Linked DNA regions of Mus musculus: regions 1, 2 and 4 are each linked to region 3. A link is a contact called in public HiCAR-type and promoter capture Hi-C data. All regions are on one chromosome and are shown on one strand. The core of a region is the stretch at or near the end of the contact, and the rest is flanking DNA. Distances in the headings are between cores, read along the strand shown. Region 1 holds the start of Ankrd27 (ankyrin repeat domain 27 (VPS9 domain)). Region 2 holds the start of Faap24 (Fanconi anemia core complex associated protein 24). Region 3 holds the start of D530033B14Rik (RIKEN cDNA D530033B14 gene). Region 4 holds the start of Slc7a10 (solute carrier family 7 (cationic amino acid transporter, y+ system), member 10).

Region 1 (2,700 bases), core at 143-2,642, 2.6 Mb before region 3:
AGAGGAGCCGCCCGTCACCCCAGTGCGAACAAGTGGCCGGCGCGGCGCGTGCAGCGGGAAGGTGGCTCCCAGCGCTAGTGCGCGCTGCATGTCGGCTTCGAGCAGGTCCAGGCAGCCTGAAAAGGCCACCCAGAGCCGCTCAAACTCCGCGCGCTCCTCGGTAGCTAAGCTCCGGTCCCGGAGCGCGACGGTCAACCGGGCGCCGGTGGCCACGGCCAGCTCCCGCGCCTTCTGGCGGGTCTTCTGCAGCTCTTCGCGTAGGTCCTGAGTGTCCGCGGAGCCGCCCACAGTAAGCACTAAGTGATGGTAGCACGCTGTGGTCTTGTTGAGCGCGTCCAGCAGCGCCTTGCACTCCTCTCTGGCCATGGCGCTGCCCTCCGGCGGTACCCTACTTGCAACCTTCAACGTCGTAGGTCGCCTCCAGCCCTGATGCCAGCCTTGAGCAGGGCGGACTGAAAGCTCCTCATGTCCTCGCCGCTGTTCTCAACAGAGCTCTCCAGGGACCCTTGAGGTGCGCCTCCGGCGTCCCCACGGCTGGGGTAGTCTGGTTAGCTTCTCCCCATCCGCTCCTCCATTTCCCCCAGACGCGCTCCGGGTCACGCGTAGTGTCTTTGCACCACTTTCTTTTTCACGGCGGCTCCCTGAGAAGCCCAGAGTGAAGACCCCATCCTTGATCGACCCCAAGTCTCCAAGACGAGCCGCGCGCCTTAGCCCCGGCCAAGGGCAGCAGGATCCAGTTTCCTAGGACACGCCTCCAGCCACCAGTCCAGGCCCGGGGCTTCCTCCGCCCGCCCCCCCCGCCCCCTCCCCGCCCCCGGGCCAGGGGTAGGCGGGGCCCAGCCCAGGTAGATCAAGTGTGGCTTTCCCTCTTCTCCCTACCATGATAATTCTGGAACCTTAGCGCCCTACAAATTCAAGGTTTTTTTTTTTCCTACTTTGCAGACGAGGAAAAGTGAGACTCGGTAGAAAGAATGCTTAGCTTATCGCAGCCCATGCTAGTGAAGGGAAAGGACCAAGGGACTAGACCCTGTAGGCAACAGAGTAGGGTGGCTCGGAAGTCTGGGCACCTCCAGTTTGCATCACCAGTAGCACGGGCGATCGACCGGGTAGGATTGTTACTTAGTTGGAGCTCTCTTCTTCATCACAGTCTAACCCCATTTCAGGGGCCCAGCTTGGACCCCACCCCTAATATCAGATCTTCCTTAGGTCCCGCCTCTCGAATTCTGGGCACGCGCACTCCCTGGTTCTGGGCGGGGCTAGCTTGAGTAGGAAGCGCGGAGTCGCCTGGGCCCCACCTCCGACTGAACTAGACTTAATGATTGCTCTGTTTACGTGTCAGTCTCGACTAAAACGACCTCTTATTGGACAGACTGGAGCAGGGTTCCGCCCAACGGCGGAGTAAAGAGGTAGGCTGAAGAGTGGAGCCACCGCACCCGGGTGGTGGGCACTCAGGTCCCAGCCCAGGGTCCGGGAGGTGCTGTCGTAGCACAGAGGTGAAACTATGTAGCCTCTTAAGTAAGTGTCTTCTGCGGGTATCCTCCAGCGCCTCCCTACTCTGGGGAACGCCGAGGTCGGGCGGGGCCTGGGAGAGGAAGGGGGAGGGGTTCCCTGCACTGAAGGGGAGCCCCAGGCTGGGCTGATGGGCCCCAGGGGCCCGGACCCGTGGCGGGCTGAGCCTCCCAGCTCTCCCGTTCCTCTGCGGTCCGCATCGCGGCGCGCACGTTGTCCACTAGGTCCAGAGGGATGCCTAGGCGGCGCGGAGAATGCATCTGTTCCTGTGGCACCACGGCAGGCCTGGGTCCCCCGGAGCTGGGACTTGGGGCAGTGGGCAGAGCTGTCGCTCCCAGGCCATGTGGCCTGGGAGGTTTTCCGGTGACCAAACTGAGGGAGGAGGCTGTGTGTTCAGATCCTGGTCTAGGCCAGCTGATTGAGTTTCCGCCGGGGCTGAAAGTGGAAAGGGTATCCCTGCCTGCTTTACACGTGGCGAGGTCCTCTCGTCCTGTATGTAGAGAAGACTTATGGAAAACTCAGGTACCCAGAGACGTACAACCACACAGAGTGTGTTCGGTTTCTTGGTTGAAAACGGACTGCCCAGATGCGCGCGCGCCAGGCGGTGCCCCTCCAGCCTCTCCTCCAGCTCCAGGGGACCTGGACACTCAAGGCGGGGTGGGTGGCAGGGGAAGCAAGTGACACATCACCATCTAGGAGTGAGAGGCTTGGGATAAGAGGGCTAGTGAGACTGGACAGACAGAGTTCTCAGTGGCTGGGATTTCTGTTTCATTCTGTGGAGAGATGCTCCTGTTTACATCAAACACTGTAAACTTCCCATTGATCCGGAGCGAAAGCAGCACATAGTAGGGTTTTCAGAGTCCCCCAGTGCAGGCCGTGGTGGTGTGTCAACCGACAGGATCTAGGGCCCTGAACCCCAGTACTTACTGTCACTCAGGGGTCTTTCCTTTAGCCAGCTCAGCTGTCGGTTTGCATTCAGAATTTGGATATTGTGAGACTTAGCCATTCTTGGGGCAGGGCGGGGTGATGATTGCAGCCACGCAGGAGCCACCCACCCCCATGGGTTTTGATAGGGGACTAGGTTTGGGGACCGAATGGGTGGAAGGAGGGAGAACCCATCCCTTTGGGAAGCTGTAGGGCATGGGGAATGATGGGGCTTAGAAAATGGACAATGGCCAAACACCAAGTATG
Region 2 (2,700 bases), core at 182-2,681, 2.8 Mb before region 3:
TGCTGATGCCAGGCCCTCCTCAAAAATGAGTCTAACTTTTCCTAAAAAACAGACAAGAAAATTCGTTTTTAGAAATTTCAGGTTAACAAGGCAGCAACAATTGAAATGTACTTTTTGTGCGAAGATTCATTTTTTTAAATGTGTGTATATGTGTGTATGTGTGTGTTCGTGCATGAAGGTACCCTGAGAAGCCATGAGAGGGCATCAAATCTTCTGGAATTGGAATTACAGGCAGTAATGAACAGCTCAGTGAAAACAGATGGGGATCTAGCCATCTCTAGCCCCCACCCCGCTTTTTGTTGGTTTGAGACAGGGTTTCTCTGTGTAGCCCTGGTTGTTCTAGAACTCACTCTGTAGATGAGGCTGGCCTTGAACTCAGAGATCCTTCGGTCTCTGCCTCCCAAGTGCTGGGATTAAAGGTGTGACCCACCACCACCTGTCCTAAACCTCCTTTTTAATAAAATAAAACCCAAAGATTTATATGTAGGTTTTGCTCGCATATGTCTGTGCACATGTGCAAGCCTAGTGCCCCCAAAGGCCAGAAGAGGGAGGAGTCTGACTCCTTGAGCCACCATGTGGGTGCTAGGAATTAAACCACGATCCTCTGTAAGATAAGCCAGTCCTCGTAACCACGGAGCTCTCTCTCCAGTCCCCTTTCATTTTAGTCTATGTAACTATTTTGAGACAAGTTCTCATAGCCCAAGCTGGCCTTGAACTTGCTATGTAGCCCCAGGCTGGTCTCTAACGCAATGATTCTCCTACTTCAGTCTCAGGAGTGCTGGGATTGCAAAGGAACATCACCATACCCAGCATTTCTCTCACTCTCTCTTTTAACGTGCTGGGAAGAAAGGGGTATGACAGAAGACAGCTCACTGACCTTGCATCTCCTGAGCCAGTTGGGACCCGCGCCATTTTTCACTAGCCACAATATGTCCTAGTGGCACGTGGACCGGACCGGTCCCATCAGGCGGGTTCCTTTCCATCCGTGGTTTTGGTCTAAATGAGGAAAATGCAAGGTCTCACTAGAGCAGGCGCTGTTGCACACAGTTCTACACGAAGTCGGGACCTCTTTGACAGGATCTGTAGAGTGGATTTTCAGGCACTGAGCTACTTCAACCGAAGTCTGAATTCAAGAGATTATTTATTTTCAAAATAAGACTGGGTCTTCTTATCACGCTTGGCTCTGTACTGATAGTTGACTCCAGCTGGACTTGAACTCAGCAGCCCAAGTGCTAAAATGACAGCCGGGCGCCACTACCCCGAGCTAAACCCGGGAGATTTCTGTTTGAGTGACTCCGTCCCTCTTTGTAAGCACCTCCCTTAGCTCTGGTGTCCTAACAGGACGCTTACGGTGGCTCTTCCATTCGGTCCCTGTCCTTCTATTCGGTTCCTGTCCAGGGCTACAAAGGCAGGGAAGCTCACTGCGCCGGGGTCTAGAATCTCCGTGGACCTCACCTGAGGCCCTGCCACTTCCGGGTTCCCACAGCCCGGGAGCCCTCTTTAAAATTCTGACCGCCCTGGCCAGCGTTTTATTGGGTGATAGGTAAAAGATGGGCGTCTACTATAGCCAATAATCGAACGGAAGTCTCAGCTTGCTTCCTCTCTGGCTGGAATTTGAATGACGCCTTGCTGGGTTGTCAAGAGCAACGGGTGGCAGTAAAATTGACTCTGATAGGCTGAGACTCAAAACAGAGCCAATGTGAGACATGCTTGTTGTAAAGTCGGGGGTCCGCGGGAGCTAGGCTGTGGGGAGCTGTGCAGGCTGCGGGGTCTACCTTCCAGCTAGTCCAGCGCCTGGCGGCTCAACCCGCAGCCCTCAGCTCTCAGCCAGGATGCTCCTCAGCTTCCGCAGGAACCGCCGGAGCCAGTTCGTGAGTAGTTCCAGGCCTTCGAGTGCGGTTAAAAAAAAAAAAGATTTATTTATATGAGTGATCTATCTGCATGTATGCCTGCATAGCAAGAGAAGGTGTCAGATCCCATTACAGATGGTTGTGAGACAACATGTGGTTGCTGGCAATTGAACTCAGGACCTCTGGAAGAGCAGACCATGCTCTTAACCACTGAGCCATCTCTCCTGCCTTCATGTGCAGGTTTTAAAGACTGAGATAGGAGCGAGGCGGGATCGCTATCAGGGAGCATTAAATTCCAGAAACCCAGACTAAATGTTCCAAAGAACCCTTCATGTCCAGAGCCTGCCACAGACAGGAATCTTGGCCTCCCTGTCAGGATTCTCCTCTTAGCCGGGAGTTCACTCCTGTCTTGGAGAAAACTTCCCCCATGAGTTGATTCCTTTCCTATTTAGGGTATATTAGCCCAGCTCACTTAGTTAATCCTCTCTGGAAAAGCCCTCCCACAGACACCCAAAGGTGTGCTTCATTACACGGTAGGTATAGATTAGCCCAGTTCAGTTGACAATTGAAATCGGTCAGGAAAGCTGCCGTGAGCAGGGAGGTGTGAATGAATCGGATAGCCATGATGGTGTGCCCCAGTGAGTGCCCTTGCCTCACCAATGGGGATTGGGAACAGCGGCAGGTGTGTGTGTAAAGACTCTTGTGGGGCCGGATCCCTAGAGTGACCTCAGTTTGGGAGGTGATGGTGGCCCAGGAGCAAGGTGATCTTCTCCCGGTGACCTGCCTTGGGTTTCATTTGTGCAGAACCACATCATCCATGGCTTCCTCCCCGCAGCCAGCATCGCTCCGA
Region 3 (2,700 bases), core at 49-2,548:
ATGTACACACACCTACTGTGCACCTCTTTCACAGACGGCCTCAGCCGCTACTGGCTGTCTAGGAACACTTCTAGGTGTCAGGGTGATAATTTTAGGGCTTTATTCATCGTCGGTGTGGATGTCTTATAGCCTAGTCTCTATTCTCCACTGAACTTTCCTGTTCCCATCATTGCTACATACTTCTGATATTTAGGCAAAGGAGAAAACAAGCGAGTCCGGTTCTCGACCTTGCCACCAGAGGGCGCTGCCCGCGGGGGACATTGAAGCGCCTCACCTCATAGCTCCACAGAGAGCAAGGAGCTAATCTATTCTTAGCCTCAGTTAACTTTGGCTCTTGAAAGTCACCCAAACTCGGGCAAAAGCTCCTACTCGAAAACGCACAGACTTTTCCACTCCAGCCAGGAGAATCTTGATGTTAAAAGGGGTTCGAGGCCTTCTAAGAAGACAGAAAAGAAGAAATAATATGGCCCTGCACAGATCATCTGTATGCCCGCAGCAGCTCTCCACCCCCACCTGGCAGATCGCGCTAGGGGCCACTTGGACCTAGACTGGAGTTCGCTCGCCACACTCTCTATTTGGGTGGCATTGGCTAGCCCAGTCCCTCTGTATCTAGTTTGTCACTGACAACCGTGCGTACTCAAGACTTTGCTCAGGGTTAAAGTTCAGTATTGGGAGAGATACCAGATTTGGCATATTTTCAGGCCAGCCCTAGAGTCCTTGGGACCAGGGGGCGGGGACTGCTCCCTAGGCCTCTCTGGATTTTTCTGTTACTCTGCTCTCTTTCTGAGTGGCTCCCTTTGCCCTGCAAGTGGAGTGGGCTCTGTTCTGGTCTTAGGAGGTCTGAAAGCTATACCAGCCCCTGCGCGTCCCACGCAGGCCCCAGCGTTAATTAACCAGCAGTCGCTCCTGACAGCCAAGCCCCTCTATCATCTCCCAGGTCCAGGACCCTGTGGGAGAAAGGGTCCGGCAAGTCACAGACCCAGCCAGCGCAAAGGGCGATCGAGGAGAACCTTCCAGGAACCGTCCCAGATCCTAAACGTGAGGTTGGGCACTGAGTGGGGTGGCCAGGCGGAGAGGAAGTGGGGGCAGCGGGTCCTCGCGACACAGAGTCCCCTCCCAGATGCTCCCCATTTCCGCAGGCACAGAGCTTCCTAGCCTGGGTCTTGGTGTCAGTCAATCAGACGCTGGGGCGCGGAAGGGACGCCTCGCCCCGCCATCAAGATCTTTCCCCAGGCCTGTCCCATCTTGAGGACCCAGACTCATGGGGACCCAGAGCTCGGCGACCCGGAAGGCCGGCGGAGCCGGAAGGTGGGAGGGCGGAGCCAGGGTGGCGGTGGCCTGTGAACGCCTCTCTGGAGCTGGCAGAGCAGAGCCGGCCTCAGTGCCTTGGCGGTCCCAGACTCCAGCTCGGTAAAGGTGCGCGCGGGGAAGCCGGGGTCTGCGAAGCCGGTCGGGGACCCTACGGTGTCAGGCCCAGTGCTAGAGCTGTTCATCTCAATGCAAAGGACCTGAGACACTGAAGGCCTAAGCTGCAGCGCCGAGGTTGGAGTAGTCAGCAGCTCCGTGCGCTTCCAGCCGCAACCTGGATGCTTGGGAGTGCGCGTGCGCGGTGCGGTGTCTTCCCACAGTTTATGCCTTCTGCCTAGCGGACTGCTGTGCTTGGCCCAGAGAGGGAGGAAATCTGGGCTCTAGCTTAGGGATGGCCAGGAATGAATGTCAGGGGATCAAAGGGCCAGATTAATTGGAGCTGTTGTTGAAAAACGTTCTTCTATGACTAAGTAGATAAGGTGCATGCATGGCCGGGTGCAGAGGGCACGGTGCTGCTGAGTGATGGGTGTCAGTTAACTCTGCGAGCTATGTAGCGAACCTACCACTGACCACTTCTGATCTTTCAAGAGAAATTAGGAAGATCTAAGATATATGTAAGATTGTATTATTGCTGTTAGTTTGAGACTGGGTCTCACTATGTAACCTTCACTGGTCTTGATCTGGGAGTCCTACCATAGCCTCCCCCATGCTGGGGTTATGGGAGGGAGCCAGCACACCCTCGATATCTTCTTATTTTTAAATACCAACAATCAAGTAAGTAAACAACTTAGTAGGCTGGAAGAACAGGGTGATGAACTTCACAGAGGACAGAGTACAACTGGGGAATTCCAGACAGGGGAGCAAATATTGCTATTTGGCCAAAGACCTGTTTTCCACTCAGTTTCTGTTTGTTTCTCCCTGCAGCCTCCCCTTACCCACCCCCTACCCCTGACACATTTCCTCCCTCTACTCTGGGGATTTGAATCCCAGCTTCGTCTAAGATTGCTATAAAGAACATGGAGCCCCCTGTTACTCTGAGGCCTCCTCCTCTGTTCCTCACAACTTGATTGGACTCAGGTCAGGCTGCTGTCCAAAGGTTTGAGTTTTTCACCTCCTCTGTGTATGGGAGCCCTGCTGTCATCTTCCCTCCAGTCTGGGTGACTATAGGACATCAGGGCTCCCAGTTAGCTTTTGTCTTCCCTATGGCTGGCAGATGGACTTCCGGTGAACAGGACCTGTTTTGAGGACAGCATTATTGAAGTCGTTCTGCTCCCGTGGGAAGGTCCTGTCTTCTGCGCCCCCCATCTCTTCCTCGCAGACAGACAGAGGTGGCCCCTGGAAAGAGGAGAATGGGGCGTGTTACCTTTCAATTTCTTGAGCCTGAAGAATTCA
Region 4 (2,700 bases), core at 23-2,522, 3.0 Mb before region 3:
CTGCCGAGTGGCTTCCCCCTCCTGGTCCCCCCAGAGTCCTCCCTCTTCTATTTATCAAGTCCCCGCCCCAATTTCGAAGTACCAGGCCCTGGCCAAGACCCCACCTCCGTGCTCCGCCCCCAGCCCAGGCTCTTGGGCTCCTGAACTCGTCCCATCTCGGGTCCTCCCTGCCCTTCCCCAGCAAACTCTGAGGCCGCGATCGGGGGAAGGACCGGTGGCCCCGAGTGGCCTCATCCTCATGCAGGGGACGGCGCGACGCAGCTATCGCCAGCAACACACAAAAGCTGTTCCGCCGTCGGCCACACCGTGCCAGCCTCGCTCCGCCCGCCGCCCCGGTGGCCCCGACGCGGCCCTGCTCCCTCGCACCACCCGCGCATGAATTTGCCCCGCGATCTGGGCTGCACCGCCCAATGGCTTCCGGGAGGAGGCAGGCTTCCCAGGATCCTGGGCCCGATACCTCCTTGCTACCACAATTGTTCTCTTCCCGTCTCTCTGGCACTTCCAGCGGTCTGGTCACCTTGAGCCATGCTAGACGGCCTGGGCCAAAGTCCCAGTCCACTGTGCCCTGACTGACCTGTGTAGAGGAGTCTGCGGTGGGGACCTAAGGCTGGACCCGAAGAGGAATTAGGGGATGCTGAGGCAGGGATAGATTTGATGGTGATGGGGACTGTCCCAAACTCCCAGGATGCCCGGGGCCCCACTGGGGTCTCCTTATCTTCAACTCTTCTCAAGCCTTTTGCCTTCAGAATTGTTTTAAGGACAGTCTCCATTCATCCCAAATGACTCAGTCAGGACCGCCTAGAGGCCAGGGAGCTATCAAAAAGTCTTCATGGAGACCGTGCCACTGTCAGGCTAATTGCCGCTAGGCGGTGGTTTTCAACCTGTGCAATGCCCACCCTTCACAAATGGGGCTTGAGGGATTTAGAAAGTACAGGCTGGGGCATGCAGCACCGCCTACCCCAGCACGTCTTGCTCACACTCCTTGAGCGCAGGGACAGCCTGGTCTTTGAGCTCTTCTCCCCCACCTCACCCAAGTCTGGGTGTAGCCCCTTCGTTCACTCAACTAGGAAGTCCTTTCTAAGTCTGATCCCAGTCCCCTCCTGTCTCCCCTGACTAGGGTTGGGGGTGGGGGGGAAGGGGGAGTTCCCTTTAAGGGCGGTGGGGGAGGGGGCTGCCGGCCGTCCCTCCTTCCGTCCCTCCCTGGATCCAGCCGCCCGGGGGCCCCCGGGGGCCCGGGCCCCGTGCCAGCGCATGCGCCCGCCTGTGGGCGCTGTCCCGGGCTGCGAGGGCCGCGAGCGCACCGACAGACGAACCGACCGACGGAGGACTGGCTGCGGGCCGGACAGACGGGGTAGCGCAGGGAACTGGGATGAGGCGGGACAGCGACATGGCAAGCCACATACAACAGCCAGGCGGGCACGGGAACCCCGGCCCTGCGCCCTCGCCTTCCCCGGGCCCTGGTCCCGGCCCGGGCGCCTCGGAGCGGGTGGCACTCAAGAAAGAGATCGGGCTGGTGAGCGCTTGCACCATCATCATCGGTGAGTAGGGCGTACATAGCGTGGAAGTACTGGGGGAACCCCTTTATGTTCCTCCCTCACGAAGACCATAAGACCACAGGGGCAAAGGAACCCTTCGAGCACCTGCTGCCATAGCTGGAGAATACACTTGACCCCATTCGGAACAGAACCTGGCAAACCAGTCACAAAACTTCTTGCCCTCACCTCCCCAACCTCTCTGAAAATTTGCGCCTGGAAGGGGGTGGGGGTTCGGGTGGGGGCTTTCCTTGCTGCAACCCTCCCCTGGCCTTCACTCAGCTGAGGGGCTTTACCAAGGCAAGTCCCCTGTTCCCACCTAGGAAACGGAAATAATTGCTAGGCCTGGCTTGAGTGGCAAGTTCTGGGCTGCAGGGCAGCCTGTGTGCATCCCTACTGTGTGCCAGATTCAAGTGCCAGGGAAGTGAAGCCATCTGTTCTTGGAAAGCAGGAAGGTAAATGGCCGGGTAGAGTCTAAAGCAAGGGTTAAAGGCCACGAAGCTGACCTTCCTGGCAGAGGTGGCCACAGAATCCGAGGAGAGGTAGCGAAGTAGCCAGGAGCAGACCAAGCCTCCAGGAGAGCACCCACTCAGCCCTGGGATCCAAGTGAGCACTCTCGTGATCTGGTGGCATCTGAATGGGTGCTCTCATGGCCTGGCCCCTCTCGCTCTTCCTACAGATGGTGCTTTTTGCATAGGTAGAATGCCCCGGGGACAGGGTTGGGCAGCAACCCCACCTCTGTCTGTCCCTTGACTCCTGAAGGAGAACTGGACTAGACCTCTTGGGCGGGGCCTTTTCTGATTCCCTGTGCCCAGGAGTTGGGGGTCTAAAAGAGCAGTAATTGGGGTCTTGATTGTCCCCTTTCCCAGCCAGTAGGAAGTGGCACACAGTAGGGATGCAGCCAAATAGCTCTCTTTCTGCCCTTTGACCCCTGGAGATAGAGAAAGGCTGAAGTGTGTGTGTGTGTGTGTGTGTGTGTGTGTGATCTTTACCTTCTGCTCTGTGCCCTTCCATGAGAAACTCCAGCTGGAGAGATGTAGTGTCTCTTGGGTATCCCCTGCACTCCTACCCAGAGTCACCCCTGAACCCAGCTCCAGAGAATTCCACCACCTGCCTTCTTCCTTCTAGAATGCTTATCTCCCAGGGACTGGTCCTGATGTCCCTCCAG

What was found. HiCAR-type assays count read pairs that join an accessible place to other places. Capture Hi-C pulls out chosen DNA fragments and counts their contacts.
Region 1: a contact with region 3 is called in a promoter capture Hi-C map of adipose tissue, with 4 times the contacts expected there. The contact joins the promoter of Ankrd27 here to the promoter of D530033B14Rik in region 3. A contact is called at or near these places in 1 of 39 promoter capture datasets (hippocampal neurons), 1 of 484 Hi-C or Micro-C datasets (B cells), 2 of 115 datasets of contacts at active chromatin or transcription factors (embryonic forebrain and large pre-B cells) and 2 of 9 other capture datasets (adipose tissue and liver).
Region 2: a promoter capture Hi-C map of liver shows a contact between it and region 3, with 2.6 times the contacts expected there. The contact joins the promoter of Faap24 here to the promoter of D530033B14Rik in region 3. A contact is called at or near these places in 1 of 115 datasets of contacts at active chromatin or transcription factors (astrocytes) and 2 of 9 other capture datasets (adipose tissue and liver).
Region 4: a HiCAR-type map of astrocytes shows a contact between it and region 3, with 5 times the contacts expected there. The contact joins the promoter of Slc7a10 here to the promoter of D530033B14Rik in region 3. A contact is called at or near these places in 1 of 39 promoter capture datasets (cranial neural crest) and 1 of 115 datasets of contacts at active chromatin or transcription factors (astrocytes).

The regions. Positions count from the first base shown.
Region 1 is chr7:35,584,855-35,587,554 of GRCm38.p6, forward strand. It overlaps Ankrd27 (ankyrin repeat domain 27 (VPS9 domain)), which reads left to right and starts at 1,393. Exons shown (of 29, transcript NM_145633.3): 1 at 1,393-1,515. It overlaps Rgs9bp (regulator of G-protein signalling 9 binding protein), which reads right to left and starts at 728. Exons shown (of 1, transcript NM_145840.3): 1 at 1-728. The coding sequence starts at 366.
Region 2 is chr7:35,395,336-35,398,035 of GRCm38.p6, forward strand. It overlaps Faap24 (Fanconi anemia core complex associated protein 24), which reads right to left and starts at 1,432. Exons shown (of 4, transcript NM_178643.5): 1 at 878-1,432; 2 at 1-41. The coding sequence starts at 983. It overlaps Cep89 (centrosomal protein 89), which reads left to right and starts at 1,728. Exons shown (of 19, transcript NM_028120.3): 1 at 1,728-1,871; 2 at 2,655-2,700. The coding sequence starts at 1,833.
Region 3 is chr7:38,182,484-38,185,183 of GRCm38.p6, forward strand. It overlaps D530033B14Rik (RIKEN cDNA D530033B14 gene), which reads right to left and starts at 1,299. Exons shown (of 1, transcript NR_165180.1): 1 at 89-1,299. 1600014C10Rik (RIKEN cDNA 1600014C10 gene) reads left to right here and starts at 1,304. Exons shown (of 4, transcript NM_028166.3): 1 at 1,304-1,416.
Region 4 is chr7:35,185,113-35,187,812 of GRCm38.p6, forward strand. Slc7a10 (solute carrier family 7 (cationic amino acid transporter, y+ system), member 10) reads left to right here and starts at 1,273. Exons shown (of 11, transcript NM_017394.4): 1 at 1,273-1,538. The coding sequence starts at 1,370.